4 separate regions of the Mus musculus genome follow, and regions 2, 3 and 4 are each linked to region 1. Evidence: chromatin contacts called from public HiCAR-type and promoter capture Hi-C data. All regions are on one chromosome and are shown on one strand. Each heading gives the region's core, a stretch centred on a gene start, on an enhancer-like site or on the middle of the called end of the contact. The rest is flanking DNA. Distances are from core to core; before and after follow the strand shown. Region 1 holds the start of Paqr3 (progestin and adipoQ receptor family member III). Region 2 holds the start of Hnrnpd (heterogeneous nuclear ribonucleoprotein D). Region 3 holds the start of Vamp9 (vesicle-associated membrane protein 9). Region 4 holds the start of Rasgef1b (RasGEF domain family, member 1B).

Region 1 (3,653 bases), core at 383-2,882:
TTGCTCAAATTTCTGAAGCAGTTAAGAGGCATGTTTGTGAACTTGCATCTGACTCAACAACTCAAGATCTAACGTTTTATAAGTCCTGGTTTCAACTCCTTCAGATTTGGACTCAAGACATCAGAATGCAGAGGAGCACTGCTGGGTGGGTACAATATTCACAGCAGTCCACTTCTGGCCTGTCTCCTCCATCCCCACAGCAGGGCCTAGCTCTGATTTCTTAATTATGTACCAGAAGCACTGGGGAGATAAAGCAGTAATTAAAACTCAAATTGTGACATCCACTTGGTCATCCATTCAAACAAGGCCACAAAAATCCTTTCAAGGCAGTACAAAAAGAAATGGGATGGGGAAAGACTGTGCTGGAGAGATCAATAAACGCACACGTGGCTGCTAGTTGGGCAATTCAACAGCCCACACTGTGGGAAGCAGAGATGGCCACTCCAGTGACCTGGAGGGCTGCACCATGCTTCTGATAGAGCAAAAACTTTAGTACATACAGTGAGGTCTGACAGAAGACTACCCTGAAAACCAAAGCCATTTTTAAAATTTTCTTTTTAAACAGAAGCTTCTGAGACTCTCATTTTAAAGCTCTAAATCAACAAACCCATGTTGTTTGGAGGCTTCTAAGGTGTTCTGTTGGTCTGGCTGTCCCCTTTCAGAGTTCTTTGCTACAGGGTTTCTCCTACACAGCACTTTCCACAATTACTATTATGTAATAGTGTAATTATCCCTTTAGTGTCTGCCACTCAGGCTAGACCTCAGCAGCTTCATGGGAACGAGGACCATGCCTGCCTTCTGCAACTGGTATAGTGCCTATTAGCTAGCAGAGCCTCAATGCGCATTTGGTAGATGATTGAATGAATCAGGGCTTCCCACATACATATGCACAACAATGTGGACCTGTCTGCTATTGAATGGACATTCAGCTGGCCAACACTTCTGAATCCCCACAGAGCTGCCCTAGAAACACAGCTCAGGTATACAAAGCAAATAAGGTTCGGCCTTTGTCAGTAGGGAAGATTCCAACCCATATCCCCAGTGATTACCAAATGGAAAAAAGGATGTAAAAGCGCTTTGTAAACAGCAAAGGGCCAATGGAGAAGGGAACGATGACCACTGTAAATATCATTGTTATTTCGTGGATCAAGGGCCCGCGGAGGAGAGAGAGCAGAAAAAAGATAAAGGGCCCAAAGGTGAGGAATTGATGCGCACAGAGAATAGCGGAGAAAGATGGGGAGAGCAGACAAAAAGCGTGAGAGGAGAGGATGCGCCGCAGGGAGCAGCCACTGTACCTTTTGATACACAGTCTGGAAGGAAGGTAGGCCCGGTAGCCGTCGGTGATGTAGGGGTTGTCTTTGAGGGATACCGGGATCTGTTCATAGGTGTAGAGGCGGATGCCGCGGGGTACCAGGACCGGCCAGTATTGGTAGCTGCCCAGCTCGATGTAGTGCGCACTCTTCAGCAGCTTCTGATGCATGGTTCCCAGGCGCCGGCCCGGCCCCGCCTCCCCGGGGAGGGGGCTTTGCCGCTGGCGCCCCCGCCCCGGAGCCGCCGCCGCTGAGCCAGGAGCTTCGGCCCGCGTCTGCTCAGGCCCGGCTCCGCTACACACACCTCCGCCGCTTCAGCTCTGGACGGCCGCCGGCGTCGCAGCCTGGTCTGACGTCAGCGCGCCGAAAAGCCCCGCCCTCTCCACGCCCCTCGCCTTGGCGGCCCGCCCTTCCTTCGGGCTTTACCAGCAGGACCCGCCTGCCGCCCCGTCCTTTACCTGGCTGGAGAGCCCCCTAGTTCCTCCTTCGCCAGCCAGTCAACCTCTGGCCCCGCCCTACTGGGTGTCCCGCCCCTAGCCAAACCCTCTTAGCCGGTCCACCGCTAGTCCCGCCCTTCTACCCGGGCCGCCCCTAGTCCCGCCCCCATCCGGCCCGCCCCTAGCCCCGCCCTTCTGCTCTGCCCGCCCCTAGCCCCGCCCCTATCTGGCCCACCCCTAACTCCAATCAGGTCCGCCCATCTCCCTTCAGCTTCAGGTGAAAAATCCAAATCCAAGTACGACCAAATCCAAGTGATTCTTTTTTTTCTGTTTTCCATTAGAAGTGATATTTACTGTATTTTGAATAACAAGAAGAGAGTAACAGAAAGGTAAATAATTCAAGCTAACTTACAGCTGGATGGTGTATTGTTGATGAGATACACACAGAAGGGACCTTGGTGTGGATTTTTTGTTTTTGTTTTGTTTTGTTTGTTTTTGACTACTAGGTACATTAGGATTTTTTATATATTATATTTATTAACAAGTTAAGGTCGTATTTAGGACAAGACACATATCATAGTAATTCATATAAATATCTACCTATATACACTGATACAGCTGTGTGAACTGAGGAATTATTTTATGATGGCAAGGTTAAACTTGAAACTTATCTTTAAAGTACGTTTATAAGAGGTAAGAAATGTGATCATGTCTTCAAGGTGAGTCACTACTGAGTGAGAGTCATCTGGTAATTATCTTTGAGTTCAGGGGAAGACCATGAAAATGTAAATATATATATTAAAAGACCATAAATATTTTATTGTTGGACAGTTTATCAGTCGGGAAAGAGACTCATTCTGGATATCACCAATCGTTTTGTTTTAGTTCAAACTGTCTAACTCAGATTTCTTTCTTTTATAGAATACAATGATACTTTATAAAACTTAATGTTTTTCCATATAATATATCCTGATCACTGCTTTCTTTCCCCCATCTTCTTCCAAATCACTCCTACCTTCTCGCCATTGAAATTCCATGCCCTTTTCCTCTCTCTAGAAAACAGACAGGTAGTTTAAAAATAAAACTATGAAACAAATAAAACAAAGGAAAAGCACAATAAACACAAATGTACAGAGATATGTACACATAGAAGCACACAAATACAGACAACTCTATAAAAAACACAAAATCAGAAACCATAATACAAGCAAAAGATCAACAGATAAAAAAGTCCAGCAATGTGGGACAAAACTTTTTTTTTTGGTAAGGCAAAGGACATTGTCAATGGGACAAAATGGCAGACTGGGCAAAGATCTTCACTAACTCTTCATCAGACAGTGGGCTAATATCCAAAATATATAAATATACAAAGAATTCAAGAAGTTAGACTCCAAAAAAACCAAACCAAAACCAAACAAAACAAAAAAACCAACCAACCAACCAAACAACAACAACAAAACCCAAATAGCCCATTTTTTTAAAAATGAGGTACAGAACTAAACAGAGAATTCTCAACAAAGGAATCTTTGAGTGACTGAGAAGTACTTAATGAAATGTTCAACATCCTTAGTCATTGGGGAAATGCAAATCAAAACGACCCTGAGATTCCACCTCACACCAGTCAGAATGGCTAAAATAAAAAACTCAGGTGACAGCAGATGCTGGTGAGGATGTGGAGAACAGGAAGACTCCTCGAGTGGTGCAGGGGTTGCGAACTTATACAACCACTCTGGAAATCAATCTGGCTGTTTCCCAGAAAATTGGAAATAGTACTACCCCAAGACCCAGCTATACCACTCCTGGGCATATACCCAAAAGATGCTCCACCATACCACAAGGACACATGCTCCGCTATGTTCATAGCAGCTTGTAGAGAGCCTTTTGGGGTGCCACTTGGCAGGAGTCT
Region 2 (3,653 bases), core at 440-2,939, 2.9 Mb after region 1:
TCGAACCCCCTTTCCTTGTCTCCTGAATGATACTCAGCTCCCAAAGGCTGCATTTTAACATTATTAAAAGCAGCTTCTGGTGGCGATATAAGTTACTTCAATTAAAGGAAGCAAGTTAGTATTTTAAAAAAACCTGAAAAAAACTAATTCATTGACCACCACAGGATTTATTGCGTATTAAAGGGTGAGTGGGCTCCTTTGAACAATAGTGAGAGGGTGAGACTGAGAAGAAACCAAAACAGGCTCCTGGGCACTGAAAAGGCGGGAGAGAGATGTAAAAAATGTAGTTGCACAGACTAAATAAGGAAAGACTACAATCTGTACAAATAGGCAACCCAGAATCTGAGGGCGCGAAAAGGGTGCATAGAGAGAATAACTTGGCAGAATGGGGGAAGGGCAACCGCAGGCGGGAGGTGGAAGAGCCCCAGTCAAGTACAGGCCCCATCGACCAGGAAGGACTTAAATGGAGCCCGCGGAGCCACACCAACGCGCCAGCAGACCAGGGACTTTGGCAGGCCCGGTCTGTCTACAGCACAAACGCAGGGCCTGTAGGAGCGTGTCGTGGTGACAGCGTAAAGTGGACAGAACGAACGAATCCTAAGACGAAAACTATTTAAAAGCAATGGCCTGCGGCCGACGCGGGAGAAAAGAGAGGTGGACAGCCTACAGCTTTCCCAAAGCAAGAGCGTGTCAATAATCGCACCGTCTCGGGGGCGAGGGCGAAGCGCCCGACCAACCTTGGCAACCCTGGTAAAAAGCTTTTCTGTGCGTTTGCATTTTTAAGCCTAAGAGGTTAGAAATCCGGGAGACGTGGGGGTGGGGTGGGAGGGTAAGCTCCGACAGGCGGGAAAAAATCCTGGCGGCCACATCGGTGGGAGGAGACCCGCGGCGAGGGAGGAAAGAGGGCGGGCCGCGGAGTAGCATGGTGACGGCTAAAGGTGGAAACGTGTGTGATGGGGGAGGGGGCGAGCAGGCAGGGAAGGAGATGCAGGCCCGGGGGGGAGCCCGAGGTACAAGAGGGGCGGCCGAGGGGGCGACTGCACTGGGGCCTGCGGGCGGGCGGGCGGTCGCGGGAGCGAGGCCTAATGGCGGGGAGGGGGAGGGGGCCTGGCGAGCGGCTGCCCGGGGCCGCCCCTTACTCACCCTTCATCCTCCTCGTTCTTACTGGCGTCGATCTTGGCTCCCTCTGCCTCGGCGCTGCCTCCTTCGGTGCCTCCGGCCGCAGAGCCGCCGCCGCCGCTCCCGCTTCCCGCCGCCGCCGCCGGCCCCTGCGCCGCCGCCGCCACCATGGCTCCCTCCTGCTCGCCCGCCGAGCCGCCTACCGCCGCCGTTGCCGCCGCCGCCGCCCCGTCCCCTCCGAACTGCTCCTCCGACATAGTGCTACTGCCGCCGCCGAAGACGACACCCGCCGACGCCGCCGCCGCCGCGAACCGAAACTAGCAGCAAAGTAATCCCCGCCGCCGCCGCGCGATGCCCGCTCTACCTCGCGAGGCACCCTAGACAAGGCGCGCGCGTGGCTGCAAGGGCTCCTGCGCCTCTCCCCGGCCTGCCCCCCTCGCCTCCCACTCTCGCGCAGCGCGCTCTCTCGCTCTCCCCGGCTGCACTGAAAAAAAAAAGAATGAAGTAGCAGCGGCGGCCACTCTCGCCTCCTCCTCGCTTTAATGGCGCCGCCGCGGACCACCTAAAATGGCCGACGGAAGAACGGCGCGTCCCGGTCACGTGGCTCCGGAGCGCGCCCTTTGCGCCTCCCCCGCCCCCGTCCACCGCTAGGCCCCGCCCCCCGCGCAGGCCCCGCCCTCCCCGTCCCTTTCCGACTGGCTCTCACGCCCCGCGGTCGCGCGGCGCGGGCCTTTAAAGAGGACCGGAAGTGGCGTGCGCAAGAGGGGCGCGCGGGTACCATCGAGAACAAGGAGCGCTGGTTCGAGGGCGCGGCTAGAGAGGCCTCCCCCGCCCCCGTCCCTTGGCCCCGCCCTTCCGCGGATTCCTGGAGTCACCGGCCGCTCCTCGGCTTTGGTTGGCAGGCGCGGCCGACCTGGAGGGGTGTGGTTCGTCCATCCCCAGCGGAGACTTCGTGGAGGCTGCCCTCAGGGAGCCACGGCTGTGGGCCCCGGGACCTGCGTGGGGCAGCGGGCCGCGCCTGTGCAGTGCTCCGCCGTCCCTGCGCCGGGTGACATTGAGGCTCCGCCGCGGCGCTGTCCAAAGGCGGCTTTGATGGTCGAGGCTGCCTCTTCTCAGAGTTGCTTCCCTAGTCTTAAGCTTTGCCTCCGTTATTACAAGAGCCTAACGCCGGCCACGATTCTTTGAAGTCACTATGGATTGGGAAGTGTATGTATTAAGGTCGACTCCAGGGCTCCTTTTTTTTTACGAGTTACAGTCCTTGTATTAAACAGGATATATAAATGTCATGAATCATCTTTACGAGGTTTCTGGGTTTGTGGTGTTGAGGTGGCGATTTTATAAAAAGAAAAAAATGAAACGCCGTTAGGCGTGTGATTCACGATTTTAAAATTAATCGCTAAGAAACCTATTGGAATTCCTACTCAGGAGTTAGACTTTGAAGCTTCCTGCAAGACTTAGAAGAAAATGGAATTTCTGGTTTGGTTTGGTTTGGTTTGGTTTGGTTTTTTTTGTCGTCAACCACTCGACTGCTTAGTAAGTATCCAGTTTCCAAACAGGGTTTGGAGAAGTTTACAAAAGACAGCATACAGGGACAGGACTTCAGCCCAGCTAATTAGGTACACGCTGTAATCCCAGAACTGTGATCCCAGAGAAGGGAGGAAGGACTGTTGAGGCCAACCTGGCATTACCCCTTAGCAAAACACATAAAAAAATTTTAAATAAATGCTTCCCATGGTGTACTTTAAGTCAATTTACAGTAACTGTACATAATCTGAAAATCCCAACGATTAAAACAAGATTTATCACTACAGTTTGTTACAGAATCCATAAAATGAAAGAATATGCATCAAATAGTGGAAATGTCTTCAACATTGAGCAAATCACAGACAGGCAACCACCAAGATGATTGGCGAAAAAGAAGTGATTCCACGTTTTTCTTTACCATCCAAAAATACTGACCAAATAAGATGACTCAAGTCAAATATTGCAGGTTGGCAACAACTTGGATGAACCCGAGGTTTTTATTTATCCTATGGATTTAAATGATGAGCCTTTTAGAAAAACTGGTTGTAGTGGTTTAGAGATTGGTCCCAAAGGCTCCTATGTTTGAATGTTTTAGTCACCATGCCATGGAACTGTTTGGGAAGGATTAGGAGGCATGGCTGTGTTGGGAGATGGTATTCATGGAATTTGCTTTGAGGTTTCAAAGGCCATACCAGGCCTTTCTGCCTGCTGCCTGTGGATCAGGATGGAAAGCTCTCAGCCCACAGGTCATTGCCTACCCTGCCTGCTTCCCACCATGCTGACACTGGACTACCCCTCTCAAATTAGAAGCAAGCCCCCAACCAAATGCTTTTCTCTTACACATTGCATTGGTCCTCACAACAGTAGAACAGTAACTAAGACATCATTTTACCGAAAAAAGTTTACTTTAATTCACAGGCAGCCCTGTCGCTTCTGGAATTTGAGTGTTACTCAAGAGTTCCTCACACTAAGGCCTACGTGCCTTGTTTTGTTTTCTTTTTTGAGACAGG
Region 3 (3,653 bases), core at 560-3,059, 2.8 Mb after region 1:
AAGCCATGGATTTGGAGGAGAGGGGCATATGGGAGGGTTTGGAAGAGGGAAGGGGAGAAAAGAGAAGGGAGAAACGCTATGCTATAATTATTATAATCTCAAAATACTAGAAAAAGGAAGCAAACAAGCTGAGCTGTAACCTCACAGCAAGGCCCTGTTGCTGAAGGAACATTTACGTATGTTATTAAACATGGAAAAACCAGACTGATGCCCACATACAAGATCTGCCCCACTGACTAGCACTCATAGTGCTGGGAAGTAATTCGCACACTACTGGAGGGGAAAAGTAATAGCTGATTTCACAAAGCTACAAACCATAAAACCTACAACAGAGTCCAGAACCTGCAAGATGTACTGATGTAGCACAAATGATATGGTAGTGACCAACTTTTAGATTTATTTTATGCGCATGGGTAGTGTGTGTGTGTGTGTGTGTGTGTGTGTGTGTGCATGTAATCTATGTGTCTTGTGCCACAAAGGTCAGAAGAGAACGTCATATCCCCTGGATCAGATGATATGAACCACCATGTGGATACTGAGAATTTAACCGAGGTCCTATGCAAGAGCAACACATGCTCTTAACCACTGAGCCAATGCTACAACTCCAAAGATATATTCATTTGATGAGTATTTTGGCTGCATGTATGTCTGTGTACCACATGATGCCTGGAACCCACAGAAGTCAGATGTTAGATACCTTGAAACTGGAGTTATGCATGGTTGTAAGCAGCTATGTACGTGCTAGGAACTGAACCCTGGTCATCTGCAAGATCAGCCAATGCTCTTACCAATGAACCATCTCTCCAGCCCTCCAACTACTTTTTGATTAGATTTAAGTCCCGCTTCATGAAATGGAACTCATATATGACACTAAAAGTGGCCAAGAACCTGGGTTTGGATAGGTCATGGGCCTAGGGGAAACATACTACCATAAAATGACCTCTAAGGACAAATTGTTATGCCCACCGAGCAGAGCGCTGCTCAACCTCGTCAGAGAAGCTTTTTCTTACAGTAGATGATAATTAACACAGAGAACCCCAACTGGGCAGTCAGAGAGTGAGACTTTGGAGCCCTTACGCCCCTAATGGGGTCCTTTCAATGCTGTGAACATTTTTGTCACCGCAAACTGTAACCAGCATTTGTTCAGCGTATGCTGCTCTGTGAGTAGTTACAGAACAACTCAGAGATGGTCTTCATGCTCACAAAACCAAATGCAGGCTGTGCACAAGAGGTTCCTCCAATGCTTGCTTAAATTTAAGTGTGCTGCATGCGTGCATGGTGTGTGTGTGTGTGTGTGTGTGTGTGTGTGTGTGTGTGTGTGTGATGTGCGTGCACATGTAGATGTGTCTTCCAAGGTTGCGCTCCACATTTTTTGAAACCAAGACTCACCAGACCTAAAGCTTATCAATTCAGGTAGGCCAATGAGCTACTAGGATACACCTGTCTCCACCACCACTCCACTTCTCAAAGGGGATTACATGCTCCAACCACCATGCCTTTTTTACTTCTTTTTTTTTTTTTTTTTTTTTTTTTTAGCGTGAGTTCTGGGGATTCGAACTCAGACCTCCGGGGTCTTTGCCTACTACCCCCAGCTTCGCAGCCCTAGATTGTGACTGATTCACACGTAGATGAGGCCTGGGCAGTTAAACAGCTCTTAAATGGTTTTCCAGACTACCCGGAGCACAGAGAGACCTCAGGAATCCCAAGCATGTGCGAGGACCTCGCCTAGCAAACTCACAGGCTCTGCGGGACCCACAGATGGCCCCGCCTCCTCCCCTGCCAATCAACCGTCCCTCGCGCCTGCGCGGAGCGGCGGTCCAACTGTAGCGGGCGGTTAGAAGGCGGTCCGCTTCTCTCACTGGCCTGCTGGTTATGACGATCACCTACAGCTGCGTTGCTAATGGCCGAGCGGTCCTGGCGGAGCTGGCCTTGACCGGCGGCGCCTATCAGGTACCTGAGGCTCACGCCTCGGCGTCTGAGGGTTCGGTTCCTCGAGGCTGGCGCACGCCTGGCCTCCCCTCAGGGCGCGGGGCGACCTGGAAGGACTCAGGGACCGGGAGTCCCCGCCCCCTCCAGAAGCGCTGCCTCCGAGGCGGGAGTGGGACTGCGCCTGCGCCACCCAGGGGTTGGGGCTCGTACTGCCCGCGGCCGTCTGGCGGAGATTTATAGCCATCTCCAAGTTGATAGCCCCATTACAAGGAAATGACCTGCAGTTGAACACACTTAGTGAACGTGTAAGGGTCTCAAGACTACTTCAGTTGCAGGCAGTGAGGGCCACCTGACAGCGCAGTTTGGACTCTCAGCGCCCAGGGTGGGAGGGCCATGAATTTGATGTCAGCGTGGGCTATATAGACCCAGTCTTTAAAAAGTGAGAACACAAGATGTATCACAACGTTAGAGCGCTTGCCCAGAATGTGTGAGGCCCTGAGTTCAGTTCCCCAACACACACACACACCTAGAAATTGTCAGATGCCATCTAATATTCTATCTGAACCTTAGATCAGTTGTCCCAGGGGGTAGAAAAGGTTTCGCTGAAGATAGGCTGTAATGTACTCCTGTACAGAGGAACTACTCCTAGTTTAGCACAGTCTTGCGCGCCCTCGACTGGCCAGGAAGAACAACGCTGCAACAGGATCCTTCTGCACACGTTTATTGGGAGAGCTTGATTGTAGAGGCGAAAAGACTTTTTGCCCAGAGCTGGTGCTGCTTTTATAGGCCTAGGAGAGGCGTGTCTCATACCCTGATTGGTTATGCACTAAGCCTCATTTGCATGTTCCTCATCTGATTGGCTACTCTCTCTCAGTACCTCACTGAGCCTCATTATCATCTCATTTGCATGTCTCACATCCGATTGGTTATACTCTCAGTACCTTACAGAACCTCATTATCATGCCTGGGCCAGGCAGTGTTTTTGCAAAAAACTTTACTGCATATGTACACATTGGTTGTTTGTCCAATCTTATGCATGGTGGCCAGCAGTAGTCAGTGCCACTCAGCAACGGCACATGTGGCTTCCCACATCTCCCCCTGTTTGTTTTAATAAAATGAGACTGGACTAGGCCTGTGCAATTATGCCCATCCGCCGTGGCTCCTGTTTTAGGTCATTCCTCTAATGTCACAGCCTTACCCGTCATAGGGTAACCCTATCGCCACCGGGCCCCATGTCTTAGGTTGGACTGTGCACGAGGAAAGTTGCCCGTCTCTGGATACCGCAGTGCTGTGTGACAATAACTGCTAAATGACCTAGGGCGAACTCTGCAAAAGAGGCCAGCCAAAAATTGAATTAGTGGGGAAATCATGATCACCCTATTGATGAGCAAGGGCTGATCAATGATCGTTGAGTCTCTCTCATCTAATCTCATGCTGACTAATTCTTGAGCATAGATAACCAAATTTCAGGGGAGGAGCCGTTTTCAATAGCTAAAAGTGCCTGAGTTACAATCACCTTGTCACGTTTTTGTTGGGTTCTGAATTTGCATACCAACCAGAGCATGAACGCCAGTCCACAGCATATGGCAGCACCAAACAAAATCACTCCCACCCATTCCTTAAAGTAAGAAAAAGCAGAGGTAAACCAAGAGGTAAAGTCTCCGAGGGTCACTGGTTCCACTCTGGTCCCATTAAGGTTCAGGATCTGCATCTGCAGTCTCGCC
Region 4 (3,653 bases), core at 493-2,992, 2.1 Mb after region 1:
CATAACACTGTTTAACTGGCTGTCATTTATTTTCTCTGCATCCTCAACAGCCAAACATTTTTTACTATTATTATTCCCTTTAAGAAATCAATTCTTCGTGCACTTTGAACCTCACATGACCGGTTCTCTCCTCCTAAATCTTCAAATCAGCTACACACTATCTTCTCTTTTTAAATCTCCTTGTTTAATCCTCTTCGCATTGGCTGACCACCCTGGTCACAACTATGTCCAATTAAAGCAGTCATCACATGCCACGCTCCAGCTACTGCACTCATGAGGAGTCATTATTCACCATCTGAGTCTGACTGCGCCAGACATCAGTCAAGAGCTCGATAACCTTATTCCTGGATTCTTCCCCGCTTTATCCTCCCAGCTCAAGACCCGTCCTCCCAGTGAGACACTGTCAGGGCTAAATATAGCTCTACGCACACCAGCAGTTCCAGGCCATTGTCACATGGCGCTGCTGACGAAGGACTCCTTGGAGACGCGTTCACCCAAACATACATACACAAGTATGCGTGCATATTTATCCATATACACCATACGCCCCGAATCCATCTGCAAACGGGCACATTTACATTCACAAGAGAAAACTGCAGCCCAGATGCTCTCCTAGCGCCCTTTACCACGCTGTGCGAGAGAACACCTCGCCGCACTGTCAGTGCCTTAGCCACAGTGCTTCGCCTGAACTGAACCAATTTGGATGGGGTAAGGTGGCAAGGAATAGTCAAATCACACGCACACTCAGAGAGAGAGACAGAGAGACAGAGACAGAGCGATAGAGCGAGAGAGCGAGAGAGAACACCTCCGTTTCCGCGTTTGCCCTTTTCTCTAGTACAGTGCTGCTGAAGTTATTCCCGGGGCTCTCCAATAAAGAGGAGCCTCCCTCACGCACTCAGCCCACGAGGCTACCAGGTACCCCGGGCCACGTTATTATCACCCAGGCTAGTGTCCGAAGGCAACTCACCTGGGTCACAAAGCAAAACAAAAAACAGGCTACTTGTTCAAGTTTGCATACGAGCCTGGGGAACACACAAGTCCTGTTTCCCTGACTGTTCCTGGGAGTCAGACCTTAAATTATAAGGAAACTGCAGCAAAAAATAAACAACAGCCTGAACACTCTCAAGCACCCTAGGAAACTAGCCAAAAAGTACATGGAAACAACCCTAGGTATGCACAAGAAGCTGAGAGGGAAAGCAAAAAGGATGAACGAGACTCCAACTCAGACAAACCCTCAATATCTAAGATCTCCAAACAGAAGGCCTGGCCGGGGCGAGGCGCAGCACAGCGTCCCCAGATCCCCGGGTCCCCGGGTCGTCAGTGCTCAGCCCCGCACCTGTTGGGAGCGCGGCAGCCCGGGGCACGGAAGCAGCAGGCGCGAGAACTCCTAGTTCTGTGGCTCTGCCAATGCTCGCCAGCCGAGGATCTCCCGCCACGCCGGGGCGCACTGGACAGCCGGCGCCGTTCCGGAGCAGCGCCGGCGCAGCCCGCTCCCGCCATCCCGCCGCGGGGTCCCCTGGAGCACCTACCCGCACACAGCTCGGAGCCTCTGCCTCCTGGCTGCCGTACCGAGGCGCCCCAAAAGGCGAGCTCAGGACCGGGAAGGGTCGAACGCCAGAAGAAAGGGAAAACCCGCCGATCCAGTCGGGGTCCTTGTTTATACTGAAACTCCAGCCCGAGCCGCGCACACCCCCTTGCTGGGGAAATGCCCGCCTCCTGCCGCAGGCCACGCCCCCGCCCGCCGCAGGCCACGCCCATCCTGCGCTGGCCAATCGTGGCGCAGCTCTCCGCCCACGCCGCCCTGCAGCGGGCGCTCGGGGACTTGCCAGGGTTCCGCGGGTAGGGACTCCCGTGACGCTGCGGCCGTACCCACCCACGCTGCAGAGGCTGGCTTGCTGGCGCAGCGGGTCTCCGCAGCCTGGGCAGGGCCCACTCCGGCGCGCGTTTCCTCCTTCGTGTCGCTGCCCGCGGCTGTTTGTGCACTCATGTGTCGCCGAGTGTGTATTCATTTGCCTTGTGTGCTCTACCTGTAAATACCGGCTCGACTCGTTGTACAGTATCTATTATCATAATTATGAGCTGAAGGTTACTGTCCGTGTAACTTTCGGAGGAGATCTGAGAGGAACCACGAAGCACTTGCTGAGTGTTGGGTATTGTAATAAACGCTGGGGGCACACTGGTGGCCGCAACCGGCTGGTCCCAGAAGCTTACTGGCTCCTGGAGGGCAAACGCTAAATAAACTGCTATTCAATCCACATGTAAAATTACAGGTGTTAGAACTTTCGCAAAGGAAAGGAAGATACTCTAGTGTGTAAGGCTGGTCCTCGGTGAAGGTTGTTTTTATCATTGTAGACAGCTACTTAATTGAATCAGCCATTGAATACCTGATAACTATTTTAGAAAAGAAAAAAATAAATATAGAGGTAAGAACTCAATACTCTCCTACGCGTGATAGAAAGGTAAGGGAAGAAGTTGAAATAAAGATACCTTACCCATGGGGGGAAATGCACAAGATTTGGAGACTTTGCAGCTGTGACCCTGAGTATGAAAAGCAGGCTTTGTAAGCTTCCGTTCATACATAAACACTGTAGGACCATCCCATAGACTGTAATTGGCCTTATTAACATGGAGCAACACGGTTCCTCCTCTAAGGTCCCTGCATCTTCTCTCTGGGATGGAAAGAGCCTCTTTTAACCTAACGTTCATGTTCCTTGGCTGGTCTTGGCTGGTCCCTGTCTCTCTCATACTTCCTGCTTCACTATCCTACGCATATTCTACAGATGCTTCTCCTTAAGCCCCGCAGTTTATTCTAAAAACCCTGAGCCTTTTGTTTATCTCTGGTGTCTGTTCTGTGAAGGAGAATGGGTCCACACAAGGAGCCGACTTCCATCCTGAGTCAATTAACAAGTAGACCATATGACACTGGGCAAAGCACACTCTTCCTGCTCACATAGCAAGAAACTAAAAGGGCTGAACTAAACCAGTATTTCTTAGTAGTGCCACCAGAAAAGCCCTTTGTAACATCTGTGAGCTCTCAAGACTGCTGAGAAGGCAACCCAGACAGCTGCCTTTTTACTTCCTGAAGTCTTTGCTGCTAAGCAAAAGATGAAATGTTCACTTTAGAATCTAAAAATGTAAAGCAGATACCACTATGATATTGACACTGTTTTACCTTATTCTGGTTGGCCTTTCAGGGTCCTTCTAGCTCCAATGTGAAAACTATTAGTTGTGGATACACCTTAGGAGCCAGCATTCCTAACCATAGCCCTGTGTCTATCACACAGACACCTGTGAAACCCTCCTCAAGGCACTGTAGGCCTCTGAACCCCTGTATACTCACACGGTGAATGGAAAGAACTGAATTCGTCAACTTCTCACACACACACACACACACACACACACACACACACACACACACACACACACACACATGTGTTTAACATAAAAATGCAAATATTAGTAAACTCAACAGTCATGTTGAGGCAAATCAAGTCTTCAGAGTAGAATCCCATTCCAGCACTGAATGATAGTGACCTGTGTTGCACTTCCACCACACAGGGACTGTATAGCTATGTAAGGAAGGGTTGTTTGTCCTATGCCTCTTCTAATACTCAGGCGTGCAAAAGTGCAAATATCATCATGAATGGTACAAG

The links. Promoter capture Hi-C pulls out the DNA fragments that hold promoters and counts their contacts. HiCAR-type assays count read pairs that join an accessible place to other places.
Region 2: a contact with region 1 is called in a HiCAR-type map of astrocytes, with 9 times the contacts expected there. The contact joins the promoter of Hnrnpd here to the promoter of Paqr3 in region 1. A contact is called at or near these places in 4 of 39 promoter capture datasets (the 3T3-L1 cell line, hippocampal neurons, liver and 1 more), 1 of 115 datasets of contacts at active chromatin or transcription factors (astrocytes) and 1 of 9 other capture datasets (liver).
Region 3: a promoter capture Hi-C map of pre-B cells shows a contact between it and region 1, with 6 times the contacts expected there. The contact joins the promoter of Vamp9 here to the promoter of Paqr3 in region 1. A contact is called at or near these places in 3 of 39 promoter capture datasets (hippocampal neurons, liver and pre-B cells).
Region 4: a promoter capture Hi-C map of pre-B cells shows a contact between it and region 1, with 10 times the contacts expected there. The contact joins the promoter of Rasgef1b here to the promoter of Paqr3 in region 1. A contact is called at or near these places in 3 of 39 promoter capture datasets (the 3T3-L1 cell line, hippocampal neurons and pre-B cells) and 3 of 115 datasets of contacts at active chromatin or transcription factors (astrocytes, fibro-adipogenic progenitors and stem cell-derived neural progenitor cells).

What each region holds. Positions count from the first base shown.
Region 1 is chr5:97,109,964-97,113,616 of GRCm38.p6, forward strand. Paqr3 (progestin and adipoQ receptor family member III) reads right to left here and starts at 1,633. Exons shown (of 7, transcript NM_001359910.1): 1 at 1,296-1,633. The coding sequence starts at 1,480.
Region 2 is chr5:99,977,249-99,980,901 of GRCm38.p6, forward strand. Hnrnpd (heterogeneous nuclear ribonucleoprotein D) reads right to left here and starts at 1,690. Exons shown (of 9, transcript NM_001077265.2): 1 at 1,144-1,690. The coding sequence starts at 1,376. 4930524J08Rik reads left to right here and starts at 1,687. Exons shown (of 2, transcript XM_030254981.1): 1 at 1,687-1,704; 2 at 1,789-2,418. The coding sequence starts at 1,687. The coding sequence ends at 2,304.
Region 3 is chr5:99,904,456-99,908,108 of GRCm38.p6, forward strand. It overlaps Vamp9 (vesicle-associated membrane protein 9), which reads left to right and starts at 1,810. Exons shown (of 6, transcript NM_001378420.1): 1 at 1,810-1,950. The coding sequence starts at 1,873.
Region 4 is chr5:99,251,185-99,254,837 of GRCm38.p6, forward strand. Rasgef1b (RasGEF domain family, member 1B) reads right to left here and starts at 1,743. Exons shown (of 14, transcript NM_181318.4): 1 at 1,530-1,743.